3 separate regions of the Rattus norvegicus genome follow, and all the other regions are linked to region 1. Evidence: chromatin contacts called from public Hi-C data. All regions are on one chromosome and are shown on one strand. The core of a region is the stretch at or near the end of the contact, and the rest is flanking DNA. Distances in the headings are between cores, read along the strand shown.

The links. A called contact is a pair of places that touch in the nucleus more often than the background predicts.
Region 2: a Hi-C map of liver shows a contact between it and region 1, with 2.1 times the contacts expected there. The contact joins two enhancer-like sites. A contact is called at or near these places in 4 of 12 Hi-C or Micro-C datasets (Schwann cells, frontal cortex, liver and 1 more).
Region 3: a Hi-C map of Schwann cells shows a contact between it and region 1, with 3 times the contacts expected there. The contact joins two enhancer-like sites. A contact is called at or near these places in 3 of 12 Hi-C or Micro-C datasets (Schwann cells, kidney and mammary epithelial cells).

The regions. Positions count from the first base shown.
Region 1 is chr16:473,304-476,003 of GRCr8, forward strand. The region is part of intron 5 of LOC134482310; the gene reads left to right. Among named protein-coding and RNA genes, the nearest start is that of Rps24, 380 kb to the left of the region's middle. Within about 2 kb of position 1,263, at least 31 of the 93 cell types and tissues checked have an H3K27ac peak or open chromatin away from gene starts, as enhancers often do. A contact at or near this core is called in Schwann cells and liver, where this site is marked.
Region 2 is chr16:340,143-342,842 of GRCr8, forward strand. The region is part of intron 3 of LOC134482310; the gene reads left to right. Among named protein-coding and RNA genes, the nearest start is that of Rps24, 240 kb to the left of the region's middle. Within about 2 kb of position 1,374, at least 44 of the 93 cell types and tissues checked have an H3K27ac peak or open chromatin away from gene starts, as enhancers often do. A contact at or near this core is called in Schwann cells and liver, where this site is marked.
Region 3 is chr16:688,391-691,090 of GRCr8, forward strand. The region is part of intron 1 of LOC120097393 (a long non-coding RNA gene); the gene reads right to left. It overlaps LOC134482311 (a long non-coding RNA gene), which reads left to right. Exons shown (of 2, transcript XR_010058344.1): 2 at 1,849-2,626. Among named protein-coding and RNA genes, the nearest start is that of Zmiz1, 340 kb to the right of the region's middle. Within about 2 kb of position 1,356, at least 5 of the 93 cell types and tissues checked have an H3K27ac peak or open chromatin away from gene starts, as enhancers often do. A contact at or near this core is called in Schwann cells, where this site is marked.

The sequences.
Region 1 (2,700 bases), core at 13-2,512:
TCTGTGAATGTGCTAGAATCCCCAGAGAGTTGTGGGCCAGTGGAGGGGGTCAGGACAGGCATGGAGAGACATAACCCACAAAATCAGCCGTTTACTCTCCCTCTTGGCTTTGCCTGGTGTGACCCAGGAAAGAGTGGCCTGCCCAATGTGTCTGCAAGGCTGTCAGGCAGCCACACACAGCACGCTTCTTAAACTCTGGGCCCCTGGCAAGGAAGCAGAAGGTAGGCAAGAGCAAAGTACAACCTCGGAGGTAGCCTGTGTTTATTTGCTCAGCTGTGATCAAAGGCCAATGCTGGCCACCCACAATAGGCTCGCAACTTCACCTGAGACTGCATTTTTAACTTCCTGGGTTACTTAATCCAGCTCTTGGAATGCCTGGGGGCATGGATTGGTGAGGATCCAGCAGTAGGTCTCCCTTAGGCACAGTGGACACATGCCTGTGGCCTAATACTATTGGCACCCACCAAAAAAAAACAATGGTTTCATTTCTCTTAAAATTAAAAGAAGAAAATTAATTTTTATTTTAGTAGAGCATGTTATTCATCTCTGCCCTAATACATTTATAAAATAATATTACTGTAGTATAGCAGCTCCATGTCTGTAGAGGAAGGTTTGTGGTTTTGAAAAATGTCACTGAAGTCAGGAAAAAGGCACGAGGTATCCTGAGGCTGTGACAGGGAACTTCGAGGTTTTATCAGCTTGGACAGTGCCACCAAACAGGGTGTGTGGGTGGGGGTTGTTAAACAATGCAAACCTGTTCAATCGGTTCACCACCCTTGAGGAGCCTGATAGGGTGTCGGTAGGGTTGGTTTCTTCTAAGACCTTTGCCCTTCCTTATGTGTAGCAGTCTCCTCTCTCTCTCTCTCTCTCTCTCTCTCTCTCTCTCTCTCTCTCTCTCTTTCTCTGTATGTATGTATGTGTCTGTCTATGTATTTCTTCATGAAAACACCAGTCATACTGAATTTAGAGCTACCCTAATGACTTCATTTTTAACAGAATCATCTCTTTAGAGACCCAGCCCCATTCTGGGGTCCTGGAGTTTAGAACTTCAAATTTTCAATGCAGGAATTTGAACTCAGTTCTAAATGAAGTATGTTCACTCCATATTCTTCCCCTGAAATTCTCCCCCTCCCTTCCTTGATCCTTCCTTCCCCACTCCCTTCTTCAGCTCTCTGCTATTAGAGGGAACACTCTCCAACTCCCTGTTCACTCTATAGTCCTGTGAGTCAGCTGATGTCACAACTGGCTTTGGACAAGCTAGGGCTGCCAGATGGCGCACAAAAGACCGCTTGTGCTGGGAGTGGACTGAGGTCTCTTCCTTTTGGATGCCAGAGCTTGATCAGACTACACTTGTGGATACTCAGTGTTCTGATTCTAGGAGCCATTAGGTGGTGTTGTGAGCTGGTAGAACCCACAGGGGACAAAGAAAGCCTGGTCTACCTGCTCCCCTCTTCTCTGCCCCATCCCCACTGTGCTCATGTTATAAGGTCTGCCTTGGGGTGTCTTGACAGTGAAGGGGCTACACTCCCCAGATTTGAACAGTAGAGGATGTGGGCAGGTCTCTGGAATGCCAGGGATTCTCAGAGTTTTACCAGGGCTTTGCCAGGAGAAGGAATTTAGAGACACAGGGAGACAGCCTCCAGCCACTGATGTTTCCGTGAGGCTGCAGAGCTGCCTCTGCTCCCTGGGAAGTCCAGTGCCTCTCTTAAGCACAGTGAGCAGATTGGTAGCTTTGGTAAAATTAGCTTGGATTTCTGAAGACAAAAGAGGAGGATGGGGAGGAGGAGGAAGAGGAGGAGGAGAAGGAGGAGGAGGAGGAGGAAGAGGGGAGGAGAAGTAGGAGGGAGAAGATATGTGGAGGGAGGAGGTGCAAGAGAAGAATAGAGGAAGAAGAAAGGGAGAAGGGGAAGGGGAGGAAGGAAGGAGGAGTAGAAGATGTGGTGACATAAAAGTAAGGTTATGTTTGAGCTTCATTCTCTTGTGCCTATCCTTGTGTGATGACCTAACCTTCTGGAGGCTCTCCAATGTGGATGCACAAACCTTACCACAGCTCAGTAGTCTTTCCCTGGTGAATGACCTCAGAGTCAGAGTGCAGGTGGGAGTACGGTTGTGGTTATTCTAGAGCTACAACAGACACTTGTCCTGGGGCAGGAGGGGCGGAACTGTGGAACTGGTCTGGGGTCTGGTGCCCCTACCTGAGAGTAGGTGACCCAGGAGGAAAGGAGCTAGGGATACACTTTAGCACTCTAGCATCTCATTCTCTCTCTCTCTCTCTCTCTCTCTCTCTCTCTCTCTCTCTCTCTCTCTCTCTCTCTCCACCTCTCATGTACAACAAAGTAGCAGAGCTGGAAGCTGGAAGCTGGATTAGCTCTCAGCAGGGATGCTGAACCAGATGAGCCAATGATCTCAATCAATACCTGCCCCTGTGTTCCAGGGGCTGGGATGGGAAAGATGGGAAGTCACAGGTGTCCTGTTATAAGTCAGGCTCATGTCCTCTCTGAAATAATCTTTCTTTCCCCTCATCACGTAAAGAGTTAAGACTTATTATTTTAAAAATATACAGAAAATACAGCCAAGTGGAAGAAAGGTAGACTTGACCCAGTAAATCCTCTACCCAGAGACAAGCACTGTCAGCACTGTGGTCTGTCCTTTCTCCCTGGACCTCACCCTGTGTGACAAACACAGCAATTCAAATGCAGG
Region 2 (2,700 bases), core at 124-2,623, 130 kb before region 1:
TGCTCTCCTACAACAGCGCTCATATCACAGCAGCTGCAGTGACACCATCCCCTTTGGTTTGTCATGCTTCAGGTGTGATGCTTTGTGCCTTTCTGGGCAAGCCCAACCAGCCACCCTGTGTATGCTGAAATGGGAGACCCAGAGGCTCAGAAAGATGTGTTATTTTACTGAAGGGTGGCACACAGCCAGGCTAGGGAGAAGCTGGGATTCTACCTCATATCTATATGGCACAGGTGACTTGCTTGTCTCTGGCTATAACGCAGTCTTCTCTTGCTTGAGGTTCAGTGTGTGTACTTGAACTTGCATAAAAGCACTGGGGGAGTGCTTTTCATGGTAGAACCCATGCACTTCTAGAGAACTTCAAGAACATTCCAAAGCTGATTCCACCACCCACACCCCCACTCCAGGCTTGGTTATGAGTTGCCCTGGGACAAACTGGGACTTGAACCTGGGAGAATTTGACTGTCTGTCATCCCTGAGCCTAGCGGGCAGCCATGCCAAGCTTCTTCTCTGAATGCTGCAAATATGGGCAGGTGAGCTATGCCTAAGAACATGGGAATGGGGAGCCTGTCTGTAGCTTGCTTTTGTATGGTCCCTGAGCTAAGAATGTTTGCATTAGGTTTATAAAAACAAAAACCCAAACTTTAGTTAAGGTGCACGCTTGGCTGGTAGAGCTTAACATGTTTACTTCCTGGTCTCCTTGATTCCTATAGAGATTTGGAGGGAGGAGCCTGGGACTATATCCTCATCCCACAAGCCAGGAGTCTCAGCATCTCACTCCAGTGCTGACCTGGGCATATTTAAAAGGACCACCAAAGGTCTCTCACTCTGTCAGCCACCATACAAGGGTGCAGGACTCCCTTTTATTTAATCTTTTAATTTTGGGTCTGTGCAGGAGTGGGACGGGGGAAGATCTGTGCCTAGCGGAGAGAAAATGCAGCAATCTCATGTTTGGATTTCTAGGGTCAGGGGAGGATTTTTTTCTTTCTGAATGGAGTCAAGTGTACCACAGTGGAGATAAACTTTATCTTACAGCGTCGGAGATCAGAGCTCTAGGTATCAGGCACTTTCCACAGAGTGGTAAAATAGGTGTTCCTGCCACACCACACACAGCCCAATCTGTAGTCCAGACAGTCCTGTACATTGAGAGACAGGCTCTGAAATTGGAGGAGGGGCAAGGAGGCAAGCAGGAAACGCAGGAGGTGCAGCCAGCATCGTGTACTGAAAAGTCAGGCACTCTGCAGATAACGAGAGGGGATGTGGAGCAGGTGGTGCTGGGGCCAGGCAAGGGAATGGCTCTGGGGTTGGGTAGCCTGAGTGTAGGCCTAGGGCAGTAGGTGTCAGCAGAGGCGAGGCTTTGGGGTTGGTCGGGCCCGCCCCTCCACCGCGCGGCCATTGTCTGAGCCAGCCGCCGCCTTGGCAGCAGAAGGTGACATCTGGTGACTAATGGCCGCGGCTGCGCGCCGCCCTCCTCCCTCCCGCAGCGTCCAGGGTGCAGCTGCCACACTGCCATCTCTCCTCTGTTCCCTCCCATTTCCTCCCTACTGCTCCTCTTGCGGGGCTGGGGACGAGGGGGACAACCCGGGTCTGGAAGCAGGACCGACACCGGGTTTGTTTTTTTTTTTTTCCAGCTCACCAGGCCCTCCCAGCGGGTGCCCTGTGTCTCCTGCCTCCTTAGTGCGCAGGCGTCTTCTCTTTCTTGCTGCTGCAGCCACTACCGTGCGCCCTTCTGGACAGTGCCACCCCTCAGGGACATCTCAGGAAGCAGCCTTGCCCTATTACGGAGGGTGCAGCACCTCTTACGGCGGGTGCAGCCCAGTGGGCATAGGAGTCCACATGTCTAGACACCAACACACAGCTGTAGGGCCACTCAGATACCTGTGGGTCTTTTCAGTTTTTGCGCTCATGCACATGGAAGGAATGGTGCTGGTTGACAAACTTGGGGACAATCTACCTCTGTGTGTAGGCACAGATGTCATTTGGAGACTCCCATAGCCCTAGACTGACTCCTTGCTCAAAATAGGAGCTCTTGGGCATGTAACTACGCACACAACACAGAAGGGCATTGTCCTTGTCAAAGCTCCAGGGCAATGACAATAGCATAATTCAGATCCTAATCAGTATCTAAGCTAGGCTACCCATCCCCATGTTCACACTGCTGCAAAATTAGATGCACTTCAAAAACTGCATTTAAGTGACCGAGAGGGTGGCTCAGTGGATGAAATGCTAATTATTCAAGCATGAACGCTCAAGTTTGGGTCTCCCCATGGGCTTGTAATTCCTAGAAAGGGAGAAGAAGAATCCACAGGATTCACTGGCAGGCTAGTCTAGAGGAATATGGGAGCTTCAGGTTCAGTGAAAAGAGATTGAGGAATATACTTCACATGCTCAAACGCACATGCGCGCACGCGCAGGTGCACACACACACACACACACACACACCAGGAAAGAAGAGGAGAAGGGGGGACAGGGAGGAACAGTGAGTGGGAAGGGGTAGGAGGAAGAACATTTTAAAACTTGGCTAGATGTCTCCCTTCTCTTATAAAATCAGAAGCCCTACCAATGTCAGGCATCTTCCCAGCTGGGTTTGAAGTTCTCCTGGCTTCTTCAGCTGTTCACCTCCCCATTCTGGTAATCCACATCTCCTCCCCTGTAGATACTTGGACTGTCAGTCCTGTGAGTGGCTGGGCTTCCAGGAGA
Region 3 (2,700 bases), core at 106-2,605, 220 kb after region 1:
CCCACACATACGCGCACACACACACACACACACACACACACATACACACATACACACACACACACTCATAAACATGAAGTGCTCTAATTCTGAAGCCTGGGTTCTTCTAAAGGATAATAAACCTCAGAGCATTTGTTCTTAATGAAATTAACACCAGGTTATACAATCAAAGTGCTTGCTGGGAGGTTGGTGCACCAGCAGGCTAGAATAGAATGTTTCTCCTGGCCTTAAGTTCAGTATGTTTCCTTAGAACTGAGACTAACACCCAACACTATAGGAAATGTCACGAATATTTGCATAGCCTACAAAGAATATTTGCATATAATTAGTTGTATAAAACAGAATGCATGTTTCTTGGGGTGGGACAAGACAACACTCCTATGTGACCCTGGTGTGCCAGGTGTTTGTCAGATAGTGCTGAGTCCTTAGCACCACAGATGCTTGGCACTTGTTGAAGGAATCTTGAACCTGAGGGCCAGAGCCGGAACTGGCTGACAGTCATACATAGGGACATCATTATTCCTGGTGCCACTGCTTTTCTCTCCTACGGCATCACAGTTTCTGGTGGAAGAGTCATGTGTGCAGTGACACCTGCAAGGTTGCTAGAATTTAGTCAGTCTTCTGTTACATGGAAGGTTTGGACAAAATGACCTCTATGATCCATTTCAACTTTGAACGGTCAAACTTAAAGCACTTATTGAAGTAGCAGTTACCCAAAACAAACTCTGAAATACAGTCTGCCCAGGATACCCAGGAAAAGCATGCTTGGATCAAATGCATTTGGAAAATATCCCTAATTGTGCTTCCAGTTAGAAACTTAACAATGCATGTTACAAACATCAAACTCTCTGGTAAGGCATACAATAGAAGCCCAAGTAATTATTTAATCTCTTTCCCAGACTTGCTGAATTGTCAACCCCTCTATTTCTCCCCACACAACACATAGAGGCATTTGTTGAGGTTACTAAAGTAACAGAATTGGCTCTAGTTTGTGGGTTCTCACCAGGCGGAGCACCAGCAGGCCTCATGAAGAATCAGGGGTCAGAAGTGGGAGCTGGAGAGGGAGCCTGATTAAGATTGATACTCACACCCAGCTTCTCCCAGAGCTCTTAGAGCTCACACGTGGTTCACTCGTGAAAAGCAAGAGGCTGGGCTCCCAGGCAAGCCCCTTCTAGAATCTCGATACTGGAGTATCTCAGTGCTTTCTTTGTGTTTGGATACAAGCCCACTTATGGAAGAACACAAAGCACAGGAGCTTTTCTGATGTAATCTTCCTTCTCCCTCCCTCCCTCCCTCACCCCCGAAAGCTGGCCAACACACTTCCCCCAAAACTGGTGAGTCACTGTTCCTGCACTTAGTTCATGCTGTTCCTCAGCTCCATCAAGTCGGTCCATTCCATGTCTGTATAGGGACCCCCTTACTCCTTCGTAGCTCCTTCCTCTGCATCACAGAGATTGTCACTTGCTCAAATTCAGCCTCCCAGATCTGGTTCTGTTGGCCATGTTGACTAATCTGCCAGTAGCTGTCATGTGCCTTTGGGTTTTTGAAATGCCTGAGCCTCCTACTGGACCACAAAAGTTCTCAAGGAAAGGGATCACACTGTGTGACTGACTAGCACCTGTCCAGTCTGGTGCTGAAGAACGTTTTGTTGAGTAAGTAAAAGAAAACATTGCTATGTGAAGTAACCTTGTGTGCCTGGGCCCTCACTGAAGTCCAGCTCCTTTGCTAGAAACTGTAATATATCTCTTCATTTAAATTTGATCTTCCTCCCATAGCCTGACATCAGCTCCCCACTGACTCCAAGCCACTAGATAAGGCCCACCTAACCTTCTCTTTCCGCTCCCACAGGCTCAGTCATGTTTCCTGCCAAAGAGAAGACCAAAAGAGGGAGATTTTGTAACCAACAAATAATTGACCTTTTGATATCAAAGGTGATTTGCTCATGAAGAAAATAGCAGTGCTAATTTCAAAATGGTAACTACCTGGTTGGAATTTGTATCTTAGTAAAGCTTCAAACCAATGCATGGATGACTTTTGAAAAGTGCAAACGGACTCTAAAATTCTATGAAGAGAATGTTCGTAACATTGCTCACTTGTATTCTCACTTCCTCCCATTTCACAGATGAAGAAACTGAGATCCGCAATGACTGTAAAGTTTGGAAGTAGAGGTGCCAAGATGTAAGCTCCGTCCTTGGTCTTTTGTTTGCCTTACTGAGCCCTAAGTTCAGGTCATCAGCTCAGGCTGCATGACTCCCCTGCAAGATCATGAGCTACTTAAAAGCAAGGACCACGACTTCTCTTTGGCAAGGCCAGTTTCTGGCCCAGTGCAATGGCACATAATAGCCCTAAATAAACATTTAAAGAGTAACTGGACGAATGAGAGAAATATCAAAAGCTGGGCATAGCAGTCAGCTCAGTATGGATCCCATGTGTGAGATGGAGTCGGAGGGTCCTGAAGGTCTCAGGAGTCACAAGTTCAAGGGTAGCCTGGGCTAGGAAGTGAGCTCTAGGTCAGCCTGGGCAACTTATTAAAACTTTCAAAATTAATAACGAAAAAGTTGTAAGAATATAGCTCAGTGCTAGAGTCCTTACCTAGCAGGTACTAGACCTTGGGAGCAATCGGAAAGAGGGAAGGAAGGAAAGAAGAGAGGGAAGGGGGGAGGGAGAAGTAAAGGGAGGGAGGAATAGACAGACAGACAT